Linked DNA regions of Mus musculus: all the other regions are linked to region 4. Evidence: chromatin contacts called from public HiChIP or PLAC-seq and promoter capture Hi-C data. All regions are on one chromosome and are shown on one strand. The core of a region is the stretch at or near the end of the contact, and the rest is flanking DNA. Distances in the headings are between cores, read along the strand shown. Region 1 holds the start of Terf2 (telomeric repeat binding factor 2). Region 2 has its middle 10 kb from the start of Mir140. Region 3 holds the start of Nqo1 (NAD(P)H dehydrogenase, quinone 1). Region 4 holds the start of Txnl4b (thioredoxin-like 4B). Region 5 overlaps Wwp2 (WW domain containing E3 ubiquitin protein ligase 2).

What was found. Promoter capture Hi-C pulls out the DNA fragments that hold promoters and counts their contacts. HiChIP or PLAC-seq counts read pairs in DNA pulled down with a chosen protein or histone mark.
Region 1: an H3K4me3 HiChIP or PLAC-seq map of pro-B cells shows a contact between it and region 4, with 9 times the contacts expected there. The contact joins the promoter of Terf2 here to the promoter of Txnl4b in region 4. A contact is called at or near these places in 4 of 39 promoter capture datasets (hippocampal neurons, maxillary cranial neural crest, pre-B cells and 1 more) and 2 of 115 datasets of contacts at active chromatin or transcription factors (embryonic forebrain and pro-B cells).
Region 2: a contact with region 4 is called in an H3K27ac HiChIP or PLAC-seq map of microglia, with 5 times the contacts expected there. The contact joins the enhancer-like site here to the promoter of Txnl4b in region 4. A contact is called at or near these places in 8 of 39 promoter capture datasets (the C10 cell line, cranial neural crest, frontonasal cranial neural crest and 5 more), 1 of 15 datasets of contacts at CTCF or cohesin (large pre-B cells), 1 of 484 Hi-C or Micro-C datasets (B cells), 5 of 115 datasets of contacts at active chromatin or transcription factors (acute myeloid leukemia, differentiating embryonic stem cells, extraembryonic endoderm stem cells and 2 more) and 2 of 9 other capture datasets (embryonic stem cells and liver).
Region 3: a contact with region 4 is called in a promoter capture Hi-C map of stem cell-derived epiblast-like cells, with 3 times the contacts expected there. The contact joins the promoter of Nqo1 here to the promoter of Txnl4b in region 4. A contact is called at or near these places in 8 of 39 promoter capture datasets (the 3T3-L1 cell line, cranial neural crest, frontonasal cranial neural crest and 5 more), 3 of 115 datasets of contacts at active chromatin or transcription factors (embryonic limb bud, embryonic midbrain and stem cell-derived neural progenitor cells) and 1 of 9 other capture datasets (embryonic stem cells).
Region 5: an H3K4me3 HiChIP or PLAC-seq map of embryonic limb bud shows a contact between it and region 4, with 6 times the contacts expected there. The contact joins the enhancer-like site here to the promoter of Txnl4b in region 4. A contact is called at or near these places in 8 of 39 promoter capture datasets (the 3T3-L1 cell line, cranial neural crest, frontonasal cranial neural crest and 5 more), 5 of 115 datasets of contacts at active chromatin or transcription factors (astrocytes, embryonic forebrain, embryonic limb bud and 2 more) and 1 of 9 other capture datasets (liver).

Annotation. Positions count from the first base shown.
Region 1 is chr8:107,095,165-107,097,864 of GRCm38.p6, reverse strand. It overlaps Terf2 (telomeric repeat binding factor 2), which reads left to right and starts at 1,317. Exons shown (of 10, transcript NM_001371065.1): 1 at 1,317-1,743; 2 at 1,841-1,936. The coding sequence starts at 1,356. Mir7075 (microRNA 7075) reads left to right here and starts at 1,759; the gene lies at 1,759-1,840.
Region 2 is chr8:107,560,026-107,562,725 of GRCm38.p6, reverse strand. No RefSeq gene overlaps it. Among named protein-coding and RNA genes, the nearest start is that of Mir140, 10 kb to the right of the region's middle. Within about 2 kb of position 1,390, at least 126 of the 459 cell types and tissues checked have an H3K27ac peak or open chromatin away from gene starts, as enhancers often do. A contact at or near this core is called in acute myeloid leukemia, hematopoietic stem and progenitor cells, microglia and 1 more, where this site is marked.
Region 3 is chr8:107,401,807-107,404,506 of GRCm38.p6, reverse strand. It overlaps Nqo1 (NAD(P)H dehydrogenase, quinone 1), which reads left to right and starts at 1,302. Exons shown (of 6, transcript NM_008706.5): 1 at 1,302-1,441. The coding sequence starts at 1,435.
Region 4 is chr8:109,564,633-109,567,332 of GRCm38.p6, reverse strand. It overlaps Txnl4b (thioredoxin-like 4B), which reads right to left and starts at 1,441. Exons shown (of 4, transcript NM_175646.4): 1 at 1,270-1,441. It overlaps Dhx38 (DEAH (Asp-Glu-Ala-His) box polypeptide 38), which reads left to right and starts at 1,472. Exons shown (of 27, transcript NM_178380.2): 1 at 1,472-1,842.
Region 5 is chr8:107,463,818-107,466,517 of GRCm38.p6, reverse strand. All of the region lies in intron 4 of Wwp2 (WW domain containing E3 ubiquitin protein ligase 2), which reads right to left. Among named protein-coding and RNA genes, the nearest start is that of Gm39241, 16 kb to the right of the region's middle. Within about 2 kb of position 1,252, at least 15 of the 459 cell types and tissues checked have an H3K27ac peak or open chromatin away from gene starts, as enhancers often do. A contact at or near this core is called in embryonic limb bud, where this site is marked.

The sequences.
Region 1 (2,700 bases), core at 68-2,567, 2.5 Mb after region 4:
CCCTGCTCCACTCTCACCCCAAGAAACCCCACATAAACCCTGCCTTCTACTCAGTATCCAGCTGCCTCTCGCCTGAGCCTGAGTCTTCCTTCCTTCCCAGTAAATTTCTTGTGTGTGAGGTTTGTCGTATAGTGTGACTTTGTGATATTCCTTGGTTCTTGACTGCCAAGATACTTTCCCCTCAGAGCTATAACTTTTACACTGGGTGTAAAGACATGGACCACTGCACCAAACTTAAAAATCAGATTTTTTTTTTTTTTTGTAAACAAAAATAGATTGTCCAAGCATGCTCTGGATGAGTTCATGAAAAGCAATTGGAATCCAGGAGCAACAAGATAGATGGTTCAGTGGATAAAGATGCTTGCCAGAGACTAAGCCAGATGACCTGATTTCAGTCCCTAGGATCCACATAATGAAAGGCAAAAACCAACTTCTAAAAGTTATCCTTGGATCTCTGTGTATACACACACACACACACACACACACACACACACACACACAATTTGTTGAACCCTGAGCTACAGGAACCAGAAATAGTAACTCAGTTCATTTTAATACAATCCTCACGATGTCCACTTGACAGAAAGGGGCACAGGTACACAAACGGAGAAGTAACTTGTTCAAGGTTTACACAATAAGAAGCAGACCTGTCAGGATATCAAGGCAGATAGTTTAGCTCCTGTTAAGTAAGGCAAACAGGCTGGAATCACCAAGCAGCTTGGATTACCATAGCTAGGATTGCTTTAGAGAGTGGCTCCAAAGCCATGTTGTGGATGGGCTCTGACATGAGTTCAAAACTAGCCTGGGTAACTTTGCAGGGCCTGTCTTAGAATACATTTTTACTAGGTGGCTGGGGACAGTGCACGGTTGATAAAGTGCTTGCTCTAGAATGGCGAGGACCTCCGTTGATTCCCAGAACAAACCTATGTTTTAAAAAGAAAAAAAGTAAAAAAAAAAAAAAAAAAAAAAAAGGCTGGCCATGTTGGCACTATCTCAGCACTGCAACACAGAGGCAGAGTTCTATGTCTTGAGTTCCAAGCCAACCAGGGATACACAGTGAGACTCTGTGTCAAAACAAAACAAAGTAATTTCTTTCTACTGTACTGCTTTTCACAATTTGCGAAATGTCTAACATTATGCACGCGCTTATTTTTCATATTCTTTACACTGTCCCAAGTCTGCAGCGTAGTCTTCAAAATAGCGCGCCTGGCTGGGCTGTGTGGACTCCAATCCCCAGCAAGCATTGCAGCAGACACAAGAGGAACTACGGATGCCGAGGAGGTGGGTAGACCCCCCGCCGCCTCGGTCCTTTCCCTCCCAGAAGCCCGCGGGCGGCTCGGAACCCCGTCGGTATCATGGCTGCGGGAGCCGGGACAGCGGGCCCTGCTTCCGGCCCGGGCGTTGTGCGTGACCCGATGGCGTCACAGCCAAGGAAACGGCCCAGTCGGGAGGGCGGGGAGGGCGGGGAGGGCGAGCGGCGGTCGAACACGATGGCGGGAGGAGGCGGGAGCAGCGATAGCAGCGGGCGGGCGGCGAGCCGACGGGCATCGCGCAGCGGCGGGCGGGCTCGACGGGGGCGACACGAGCCAGGGTTGGGAGGCGCGGCCGAGCGGGGCGCGGGGGAAGCTCGCCTGGAGGAGGCGGTCAACCGCTGGGTGCTCAAGTTCTATTTCCACGAGGCGCTGCGGGCCTTTCGGAGTAGCCGGTACCGGGACTTCAGGCAGATCCGGGACATCATGCAGGGTGAGAGCCGGCTCGGGCCGCGGGGAGGAGGACATGGTTTTGGGGGGCATGACTTGGGGTCCGGGGCTCGCGGAGCCAACCATGTCTTCTTTCCCAGCGTTGCTTGTCAGGCCCTTGGGGAAGGAGCATACGGTGTCCCGGTTGCTGCGGGTTATGCAGTGTCTGTCGCGCATTGAAGAAGGAGAAAATTTAGGTACGGCTATTTTTTGTGTGTTCTTTTCTGGGCTTACTTACGTAGGGTTTTGTTATTTTCAAACTTAACATCCGGAACTGAAAGATTCCGGGTTAAAGTGCACTACTGGTTCCACCGCGGAGGGCTTTTTCATTCAACAGTGGTTGAATTCTCTAATTCCGGTTTTCTCCAGTTAAAGTTTCTTGGCTGTCTTTTGTTTTGTTTTCTCCCACCTGTTAATTGCACACCCATTTTTATTGCTACAAGTAAGTTACGTCAATAAGGACACATCTTTCTCCCTCTTCCTCCAAATAGTAAAGTGGGAACACTCTCCCATCCACACACAAGTTGAACTTGGCAGCTACTTAACAAACTCTCTTCATTGTTGGCCCCTTGTATCTGAGGAAGTTGTGTTATTCTGGATTTTGGAGGCAAACATATATGTTATAATTGAGCTGTATTAAAAAGTATTGAAAGATAGTCACTTAAAATACGTTGAAGCCAGCCGGGCAGTGGTAGTGCACACCTTTAATCCCAGCATTTGGGAGGCAGAGGCAGGTGGATTTCTGAGTTCGAGGCCAGCCTGGGCTACAGATCCAGTTTCAGGACAGCCAAGGCTACACAGAGAAACCCTGTCTTGAAAAACAAAAAAGAAATATGTTGATTGGAATTTGAACCATATATCAAGGACATAAACAAATAAATGCAAACTTTACTGGGTCTGTATGGCCCTTTTATATTATTAGTTTTTTTTTTTTTTAATGACAGAGTCTTAAAAGAGTCTA
Region 2 (2,700 bases), core at 141-2,640, 2.0 Mb after region 4:
AATGTGCTCATGTTTAAAGTCTAAAAAAAAAAAAACAAAAAACAAAAAACCTCAGTAACAAGAGAAAAAACAACCCAAACTAAACAAACAATAAAAACACCCTGAAATTTATATCCAGTAGACAGCAACCCCCTTCCCCCACTCTTGGCAATTACTATTTACTTTTTATCTGCAGTTCTGGCCACTTCATATAAATGGAACCTTCGTGTTTTTCTTTTTGTGGTTTGCTTGTGTCACTTGGTTGCTACAATGAAGACATTGGAATGGGAGCTGAGGATGTAGCTCCGTTGATATTGCGTGTGCTTGCCTATTATTCACAAAGCCCAGAGCTCAGCCCCCAGCCTCTGTTGTGCAAGCCCAGCACTTGGAAGCCGAGGGAGGGAAAAACAAAGGTCAAGGTCATTCTCGGCTCGCTAGCAAGTTCAAGGCCAGCCTGGGATCCCTGAGACCCTGCACGGAAGAGGGCGAGTGGAGCAGGGGAAACAGCTTAGGAGGTAAAGGCGCTTGCCACCAAGGCTGATTTTGATTTGATTGATTCTCTGAACCCACCTGCAAGTTGTCCTCTGACCTCCACACTTATGCAAGGGCATGGGTGCCCCCTCCCCCCATAAATTAGTTTAAAATGTAACAAAAATCTTATAAATCTGTTACACCTGCCAAGGCATGTGCTCCTGACGTCATCACTCTTGAGGTGAAGGCAGGAGAAGCAGCTGTTCAAAGCCAGCCTCAGCTACGGAACAAGTTTGGGGTTAACCTGGGTTAACCTGAATGAGCGCTTGTCTCAAAAATGAACAGGGCTGGGGAGGTGTCTCAGTGGGTCAGAATGCTTGAGGACCTGAGCCTGAATGTCCAGCACCCATGCAAAAAGCTTGAATGGCTGCTCAGAACTTGCCGCCCCAGCATTGAGAGGCAGAGACAGGCAGATGTGGGAGCTGGCCGGCTGGCCAACCTGCTTTGCTAAAACAGCTTCTGGCTCCATGACAGCCCATCTCAAACCAGCAACTGTGCGGAGCTGCAGCGGGAGACACTTGCTCTGTCCACAGCATGTGCACATACAGGGGCTTGCAGCCTAGTACTCACATGTACCCCCCACCCCCATGCACAGAGAGTTACAACAAAGCCGAAAGAAATCAAACCGAGGCTTCCAAAATGGCACAGCAAATTCTTGCTTCACTTTTCTGATGTAAATAACAATAAAGCCGCACAAAATAGAAGCCCAGTTTAAAGCCTAGATCTCGATGCTTTCGGTCAGAGGCTGACTGTGCAAAGCACTAAGCAAGGCTCAAACTGGGGAAACGGGAAGCATTTATAACGTGCTGCTACACAGCGTAAGTAAGGGTAATCGGAAGACAGGAAAGGGAAACCAGACACTGTAGCCCATGCCTGACGAGGTCACGAGTGTGTGTGGGGCACAGTAAAGAAACTGCTGACGTGACCTCTCCATTAAAGACGATTAGAAAGCATCTGGGAAGAAATGAAAGCAGATGGGACATGGCCAGAGTTAGGAAGCAGGAGAGAAGGCACGGGGGTGGGGTGGGGGTGGTGGTAGTGGGGTGGTGGGGAAGGTGGAGAGGAGAGGGGAAGGGAGAGAGAGTGCACACCAGAGAGCAGAGACTAGAAAATACTGAGAGCACACGTCGGGAGGGTTCTAAGTACGAAGAGTAGCTGTGGCGAGGGACAACCTTTGAGGGTGGAACACTCATTTCACAAGTCCCAGAGGTTTTCATTTCTCCACCAGAAGTCATCTGGAGGGCCTGAGACCTAACAATGGGGAGTTGCTGGTGTGGTGACAGGTCTGAATAGCTCCAGTACTGAAAGCAACTGACTGGGACCAAAATGGCTGAGGGACCAAAGAGTGTTGGGGACCTTTGGGCACAGACCATTTGTGTGTCTGAATTTGAACATTTTACATTTTTAAAACAAAAGTGTGCTTGGGTATGGGTGTATGTGTGTGTTTGTGTGTCTGCTATCCCAGTGGTTGGGACAGAGCAAGAGGATCAAGCCCCAAGCTGTGCCTCACGGCAAGAACTGTCTCAAAACCTAAGAAACCCTCCTGTGCACACCAATCTAGCTTCCAGGAGTGTCTCCTAGGGGCCCGCCTGAGGTCATAGGACAAAGCTACGCAGACACTGGCAAGCGGCTGGACCATCAGCGCGCAGCTCACCTCAGGAATGCAATGGGTCTGCTACAGAACATTCACGGTATGAATGACACGTGACAGTGAAGGAATGAAACCCATGGTGACCAACATGAGAAGTGCCACCCACATCTCATTAATGAAAGAAGTCACTCAACAGCTTGGCACCATAGAGGCAGAATGCTGTGGAGTTTGGCACTACCCTGGTCTACATAGTGAGTTCCCAGACAGCCAGGCTATATAGTGTGATCCTATCTCAAGAAAACAAAACAACAAAAACTTTACTATGAAACTTTTGTGTATCAGGTGAAAGTTCCTCATAATTTTATCAAAATATAATGTTTCCTCAGCAAGTGGGAAAAGAACCCTTTGGAAGGGCAAAGAGCTAGGTTTTGTGTACTTAGCTAGAACACAGACCTGTTTTTAAGTCCTCACGCCCCAAAATAAGACGGGGGTGGGGGAATGAGAAAGGGAGAAGGCTTTGGAACTGACAGAGGTGAACTGGTCAGTAAAACTGCAAGGCAGCCAGTCTCTGTCTCCTGGAATCAACACAGAACGTGGGA
Region 3 (2,700 bases), core at 53-2,552, 2.2 Mb after region 4:
TACCTCCCCCATAGGAACAAGAATCTGCCTCCCTAATAAGTTCTCACCTTTTCTTTGTTTGGGAAGTGCGTTGCTTTAAAAATTGTCCTTGGTCTCTTTGCCTGCTGCAGCTGATATTTCTTTCTTCCCTCTTATAGCCCATTGTGTTACTTCGGCTTTGCCCTAACCGGAATGAGACTCCACTGAGATCCATCACAAGGGCTGTCACTAGCCTGTCACCACAGGAGACTGCACGTGTGTCTTTCCCTCACTGTCAGAATTTATCAGATAACAGGAAAGTTGAGCTCTTTTAATGATGGCAATCTGTTATAATGTCTACCCTACTTTGGGAGCTTGACCAAGGCACACACATACATGTAGGGTCTTTATTCCAACCCTTTTTCTTTCTTTCTCTGTTTTTGAGACAGGGTCTCACCTATGTAGCCCTGGCTGTTGTTCTAGCACTAGCTATGTGGACCAGTCTGGCCTTAAACTCAGAGATCTGCCTGCTTCTGGCACCCAAGTGATGGGATTAAAAGCATGTACTAGTCGTGGTGGCGCACTCCTTTAATCCCAGCACTTGGGAGGCAGAGGCAGGTGGATTTCTGAGTTCGAGGCCAGCCTGGTCTACAGAGTGAGTTCCAGGACAGCCAGGGCTACACAGAGAAACACTTCCCTGTGGCTGCTGTCTCCTGCCAGCTTTGCTCTGGCTTCCTAGAGAGTCGCACAGATGAGTTCCCCGTTACCTGGTCACCGGGGGCAAAGTTGAGGAGACCCAAGTGTGTATACCCAGGGAGCAGTTTTTGCAGTTTCTAAGAGCAGAACGCAGCACGAATTCATTTCACACGAGGACAAGTCTCTCTGAACTTTCAGTCTAGAGTCACAGTGAGTCGGCAAAATTTGAGCCCATCCGTTTTGCTGCCCCACCCTTCCCCTAGCGTGCAAAGGTGACTTCCCACGGCTGAGTGAGGACTAATCTACACAGGCTGATTATGTAGGCAGGTCCCACGAAGCTCGAAAAATTCTGTTGGAAATTTCCATTTTGTACCCAGGAGGTCTTGGGACAGGGAGCAGATGAATTTATTCAATATGTCCCCATATCCTCAAATTCTCTCTCACTCCCTTGCTCCCGGGGAACCCTTTTGACTTCCATATACAGGAGTCCTAGTCCAGCCCCAAACTGCTTCTCCCTGCCAAAAACTTGGTATCTTCCCAAGATGCCTCTGGGTTCTGGAGTCCAGCCCCGCCCTCGCTGGCTGCTCTGCACAGTGGGCTGGGCGGGCATAAGCAGGATATAAAGCCTTCGCTCAGCCCATACCCCAAGGCTCAGCTCTTACTAGCCTAGCCTGTAGCCAGCCCTAAGGATCTCTCCGAAGAGCTTTAGGGTCGTCTTGGCAACCAGCTGCTCAGCCAATCAGCGTTCGGTATTACGATCCTCCCTCAACATCTGGAGCCATGGCGGGTGAGTGTGGCGCCAACTCCAGTCTGATTTACTCTGAGGAGGATGTAGGGGCTGGCTGTGAGTTTTGTTCCTTGCCTCAAAGAGGAAAAGTGAGGTGGTTAGGAACCTGGATGAGCCTCGGTTAGTCTCTGGAAGGAGAACTTCTTCTCAGAACCAGCGATGCAGATTATTCTGCAGCCCAAGTTCACCCGTGGGCAACTCTAGCATTGCCCCTTCTACACCGTTCCTTAACAGAGCTGCCACTCCCTGTACCGCGTTTGGACTATTTAGAAAAAGGGTAACATGTGTCCTAGGTTGGCCTTAAAGCTGCTGTATAGTGAAGGATAGCCTTGAACTTGGGGTCTTATTGCCTCCACTGCCTAAGTGCCAGGATTCTAAGTGCATATCACCACGCCTGATTTCTACGGCTCTGGGAATTGAATTGAAACCAGGACTTCCTGCATACTAGACAAACTCTCTACCACCTGAGCTCTGTGCACATCCCCAACCTAGGCCAGATAGTATTTAACCATTTGGAAATACGTTGCTAACATTTAGAAATGCAAGCAGGCAATTTACAGGGACCACTGCTGGGCTTGGTGGCACCCTGGAGGCAAAGGCAGGCAAATTTCTTTTAAGTTCCAAGGTAGCCTGGTCTATAGATCCAGTTTCGGGACAGTCAGAGCTACATAATGAAGAGAGACTGTCTCAAACAAACTAACAAACCAAACCGCAGATTTTTAAAAGGGGTATCACCACTTTGTGAAACAAAACGGGAAGATGTGGAGATGGGTACAGGGAGCGTAGCTGAGAAGGAGTGTAACAGAATCGGAGCCTAATTCCAGTCTACCTGGCTCTGGAAAGTTTCTACTGTGACCCTGGAGCAGGAAATCCGATTTGTTAATTGGTCCATTTTTGTGACAGTCTCCTCACTTTGCCATCAGCCCAGGGGAAGGCAGGGGAGAGTCCTTGGCAGTTACCACCACATTATTGTCTAGTGTTTGACTGGCATCTACTGCGTTCTTGGCCAAGTAGCCTCCAGGGCTAAGTACTTCCCAACAGGGCCTGGCTCTGAGTTCTGGGCAGCAATTAGGTTTAGGTGTTTCCTCTGTTGGGGCGGGACTTAACTTTTTGGAGTTCCTTTCCCTTTAAAACTATTTCAGACTCTGCAAATGCACTCAGGATCTCGCCTTGCTAAAAGCACAGAGGGAGGGAAGGATGCTTCTGCCGTTGTACAGGGTCATCCCAGTGTTCTCTAAGCTCTGCGATGAGTTGCTGGG
Region 4 (2,700 bases), core at 192-2,691:
CAATGCACACATAAGATATGAATAAAATTTACACAAGAAATGAAATTGTTCCACCTATAAGCCACAGTTTATTTTAATAGTTTTATGTGCATGTCTTCCTGCCTATATGTCAAATTCCCTGGGACTGGAGTTAAAGATAGATGTGAGGTGCCACGTGGGTGCTGGGAGCTGAATCCCTGGTCATGTGGAAGAGCAGTCAGTGGTCTCAACCTCTGAGCCATCTCTCCAGCCTGTAGGTCACCCTTTAAATAGGGAAGCTGACTTCCAGGAGGGGTTTCATCAACTGTGAGTGTAGAACAAATTACTGATGAAAGAGAAACACAAAGAGAATTTGGACCCGTCTCGCCGTTAGAATTCACGTAAGCAAATCCCGTACTAGTAATAAAAAGAGGAAGGGGGAGTGTGGCGTGTCACCAGAGAGGGTCGGTGTGCTACAGGCCAGATGTTGGAAGGAGGGGGAAAGCGACACCACATCCAAGACAGTGTTCGCATGAGGGATGCAAATGGAGAATCATAAAAATTATGAACACTAAACACATTTGGAAAGCCAAGTTTTGCACGTAGACAAAGGATAGCAAGTTAAAAGGCAGATTTAAGAAATGCATTGAGTCTACAAACACCAAGTGAGACGGTAACACTCAGAATGGAGAGAGAGCGGAGGCATGCCTACTTCGTTGGAATTTGGATGCAAAAGCTCTTTGGAAAGAAAACTGGCCTCCTCTTTACACAACAGCTCTACTTTTGAGAATATGAACATAGACACAAAGACCTATGTTCATGTCTGTCAACAGGGCACTGATAGTAGTAGTCTTGCGAACTATCTTATACAGCTACTAAGAAAAGATTCGGAAGCAGTATGTAAAGTCTGATTCTTCTTTTTTGTAGAAACTTAACGTGTAATGCTTTCATAGGATAATGGAAATAAGCATCCTAAGATATAACCAAAGGACATATCTGAACATGAACTTATTTTCCAAGGATCTCGCTTAGTACCCCAGAGTGGCCTCAAACTTGTGGCAATCTTTATGCCTAAACCTCACAACTGCTGGGATTACAGCGGTATGTCACTTTAATCTACGTCAGGGCTGACGTCTACAAAACACCCAACGCATGTTTTTGATAAGAACCTGGTGGTTGGGTTCCCCCTGGTTCACAGGTGCCATGGAGGACACTTCGGTCTACATGTCAGCAACCCGGGCTCCTCCACCGGTTAGCTAGGGCACAACTGCCTCTTTCCTCACTGCCATCCTGGGAAAGACCCCAACTAACCTGGGCTGTATCCTTAGAAACGCTTCCTCCGACAGGAAAAAAAAAAAAAAAAAAAAAAAAAAATCCTCCCAAACGGAAGTGAGAAACACGGACGCAGAAAACGAACGTGCCACCGCGCGCCCCAGTCAATAGTCCGGTAATCCGACAAGATTATTTTAGTTCCTTTCCACTTTGCACTGGCCGCCAGCGACAGGAAGTGACGTCATTTCCGCCCTTAGTAAACATGGCCGGTCTCGTGTTGTCCTCCCTTGCACACCCCCGAGCCAGAGGCGGGGTGTTGACTCTTACGCCAAGCGCGATTGGTCGCAAGGAGACTCTGAACCCAGAGGAAGAGACTGAGGCTCGGAAGGCCTGTTCGCGGGGTTGCACTCTGGCGTCCCGGAACCCTGGATTTGTGGGCTGCTCTCGATGGTCTTTTTGGACGGATAGAAGGCTCCGCGCAGGGCATTATGGGACGATGATGGCCGCTTTCAAACAGCGGAATTTGCCTCTTTGAGACCCTCGGATCGAGCGGTGGCCGCGCTGGCGTCTCCAGATCAGGAACCGAAGGCCTCGAGAGTCGTGCTTGGTGAGGTGAGCGTCTCTTTCTCTTTCCAGATCTGTCCTTCGGCAGCCATGGCGGCTCCAGGCGGCCGGTGTCGGCTCGCGGCTTCTGTTTGGGCCCTGATTTCAGAGTTCCTCTAGTCCTTGTTACCCAAGTTTCTCTATTTGCTTGAGCGGAGAAGTTCATTCAGCCTTCTCCGGACTTTGTCCATGTTCTGGTCTCATCCCGGTGTTTGGGAACGGCCCCACGGAGATTCAGGGGTCCTCCCTGTGCCCTCGTTTAGGGCAGTACGCGAACCTGGTACCCGATAGTTGGAGAGCCTGGGTAGGGCTTCTGGTGCCTTCCTCCTGTCTCACTGAAGAGTCTCCACTAGATCTGGCGGATAATCTATAAGTAGAGTATTAACCCTAAGAGGAAAGGGCTCTTGTTTTTCCTTTATCGGTATTGTTGAGAATAGCAAGTGGATTAACGACGCATGCAGTAAGCAGTTGCTAACCTGAGAAGTCCATTGTGGCTTCTTTGTCACCGATGTTTCTCCATAGTCTGGCCGTGGACCGCTTTATTTGCTATTTTGAGCCGCTAATTAAGTCCTTCCTTGTCCTGTGTTGTGAATAATTTCCTGTCCAGAGAAATGTCTGACTTCCTGTTCGCTTTCAATAAATGATATCTAATCAGGTTTTTACTTTGCCATTTGTTAACAAGACAGACAGTAGTCTCTGCTTGCATGCAAATGACACTTTAGGATGTAAGTCGTTGTATCTCAGCCTTCCTGTCAAGATTTCTTAATATGCATATAAGATGCGACTTTGTTTCTCTCTTCTACCTCGGGAAACTTTTGCTTCTTCATCCACATTGTGTTGCAGCGCCCCTTGGGAGAGCTGTGCATG
Region 5 (2,700 bases), core at 3-2,502, 2.1 Mb after region 4:
TTGGGGCATTAAATTCAAGTTCAGCTTAAAAAATTCTTAGCCTGAGAAAGGTTTACCCTGGCATTATCTCTTAAGTTGAAGAGTAACTACATATGGATCCACTTATAGCTACAATTTCTAAATAATATAAACAGAATTCAAAACACATTGAATTAAGCTTTCATGATTACAACATAATGAGAAGATAAATGAATACTTTTAACTTTGAAGCCTATATTGCTTTCTTTCAATTTTTTTCCTCTTGCTATTTTTTTTTTCATTTTATGTGTTTGAATGTTTTGCTTCCATGGCTATGCGTATACTGCACACATACCCGGTGTCTGCAGAGGATGAAAAAGGGTGTTAGATCCCCTACAACTGGAACTGCAGATGGTTGTAAGCTGCCATGTGGGTGCTGAGAACAAAACTTGGGTCCTCTGGAAGAGCAGTACTATAACTACCCATCACACTAGGCCATGCTTTTCATTTTTAATCTTGGAAAGACCCACATACATCACACATTTATGCTGCTTTTGTGAACTGGAGGACTGTTGGTGACACCTAATCCCAGGAGCAGGAGAAAAAGTCTCTGGATCTAGTTTTACCATGAACTTTCCATGAGTTAGAAACACTTGGTCTCAGTGGCTTACCAGGTTCACAACTATAACTAACTGGTTGTGCAGGACTGGTTTATCTGTCTCTACCATGAGGCCTGCTCAAAGCACAGCAGCTCACAGCTCTTAGTGTCCTGGGCACTGCCTCTCCCAGCTCAACACACCCCACAGTCCCTTTCACCCCCCCTCCTTGTCAGATAAAAGAACTGAAGGGTTTTACAACGTTACATTTAAAACTGTGGAACTGAATGGCAACCTTTCACATTGCTCCTTCTCCTCATCCCAGTCAGCCTGCAAGGTTCAGGAGTTTGATTTACCTTTAAGTTGGAAGTGGGGGAAAACAGCAGTCTGTTTACTTTACAATAAATGCACGCACTGTCTGCTGGGCACCACAGCCCACCCACTAGAAGCCTCCATGCTCGGAAGCCTGGGAGGAGGCTAACTTCTGAGTGGCTAGTCTGTTCTCTGGAGGTAAAGCCTGGTGACAAACTTCTGCTTATATGATGTTTAAATAAACAGGGAGCTGTTTGCTTTCTTTCTTTCTTTTTTTTCTTTTTCTGATCTGAGAAACACACATGGGGGAAAGAAAAGAGCTACACATAAGTGGGCAAGAGCAAGGAGCTTTACAAACAAAGCTCACTTCAGCACGCGCTGCAGAATGAGTGTGGCAAATCTCAAGCTGTCCTTCGCATTATAGATCCAAGGGAATGAACAAGCCGCACAGAGGATGCTGAGAGCCAGCCTTCTCCTCTGGAGAGGAGGAATGTTACAAAGAAGCCTGACAGCCCCAACTGGAATTAGAGGGCCCATTCAGTGCGAATTCATGGTGCTTAGTAATAGAAGCACGGAGATGGTGCGCATCACGTATAGAACCCCATCAGAGAGCTGGGGAGATAGCTCACTGGATAAAAGTGCTTGCCACTCAAGGTATAACCCTAAGTTCAAATACCGAGAACCCACATAAAAGCCAGACGTGTACACAAGCATCTGTACTCTCTGCGCGCCTATGGAGAGATGGGAGGATCCCAGAAACTCATGGGCCTGCTAACCTGGGATATGCAGCAAAATAACAGAGCCCCTGCTTCAAACAAGGTGGAAGGTAAGGACAGACACCTAAGGTTGTCATCTGACCTTGTGTACACACTGGCATGCTTGCATTCTATGCACACACAAAGGGATATTTTTTGGTTTCTGTTTGAGACAGTTTCACTATGTAGACCAGGCTGACCTCAAACTCACAGAGATCCAACAGTCTCAGCCTCCTAAATTCTGTGTAAAGGTGTGTACCACTATACTAGCTAATTTTTTAAGACTATTTATTACGCCAGGTGTGGTGGCACACGCCTTTAATCCCAGCACTCGGGAGGCAGAGACAGGCAGATTTCTGAGTTCGAGGCCAGCCTGGTCTACAGCGTGAGTTCCAAGACAGCCAGGGCTACACAGAGAAACCCTGTCTCAGGAAAAAAAAAAAAAAAGACTATTTATTACTTAAGGAACAAAAGAAGCCTGTCAGAACCAGGCATGATGGCATGAAGCATAACAGGCTTTCAGCTTAGCTACTTGGGAGACTGAGGAAGGTCACTAAGTTCAAGCCCTGCCTGGGTTATGATGCAAATCCAAGGCCAACCTGGGCAACTTAAACTCAGACCTTGTTTCCAGATGGAAACATAAGAAGGGGCTGGGCTGTAGCACAGAGGTAAATCCTGCAGATGCTACCCTTGTCAATGTGAGGCCCGAGAATTAATCCTGTTCCTGGGAAGAAGGGGAAGAGAGCCCTGGCAGGATGATGGCTCAGCAGATAGAGACACTGCCACTCCTGAGGATGTGAGTGACCTTGGTCCCTCAGCCACACACGGTGAGAGGAGAGAGCACAATCCTGAAAGATGCCCTCTAACTTCCACACAAGTCCACATGAACATCCACACAGAGGAAATAGACAGAGAATTAAATAAATGTTTTTTGTTTTTTCTTTTTTTTTTTTTAATAAGAAAGGAAGAGAGAGAGAGGAAGAAAAGGGAAAAAGTTCGTGTTTGGGAGATGGCTCAGTGGTTAAGAGCACTGACTGCTTTTCCAGAGGTCCTGAGTTCAAATCCCAGCAACCACGTGG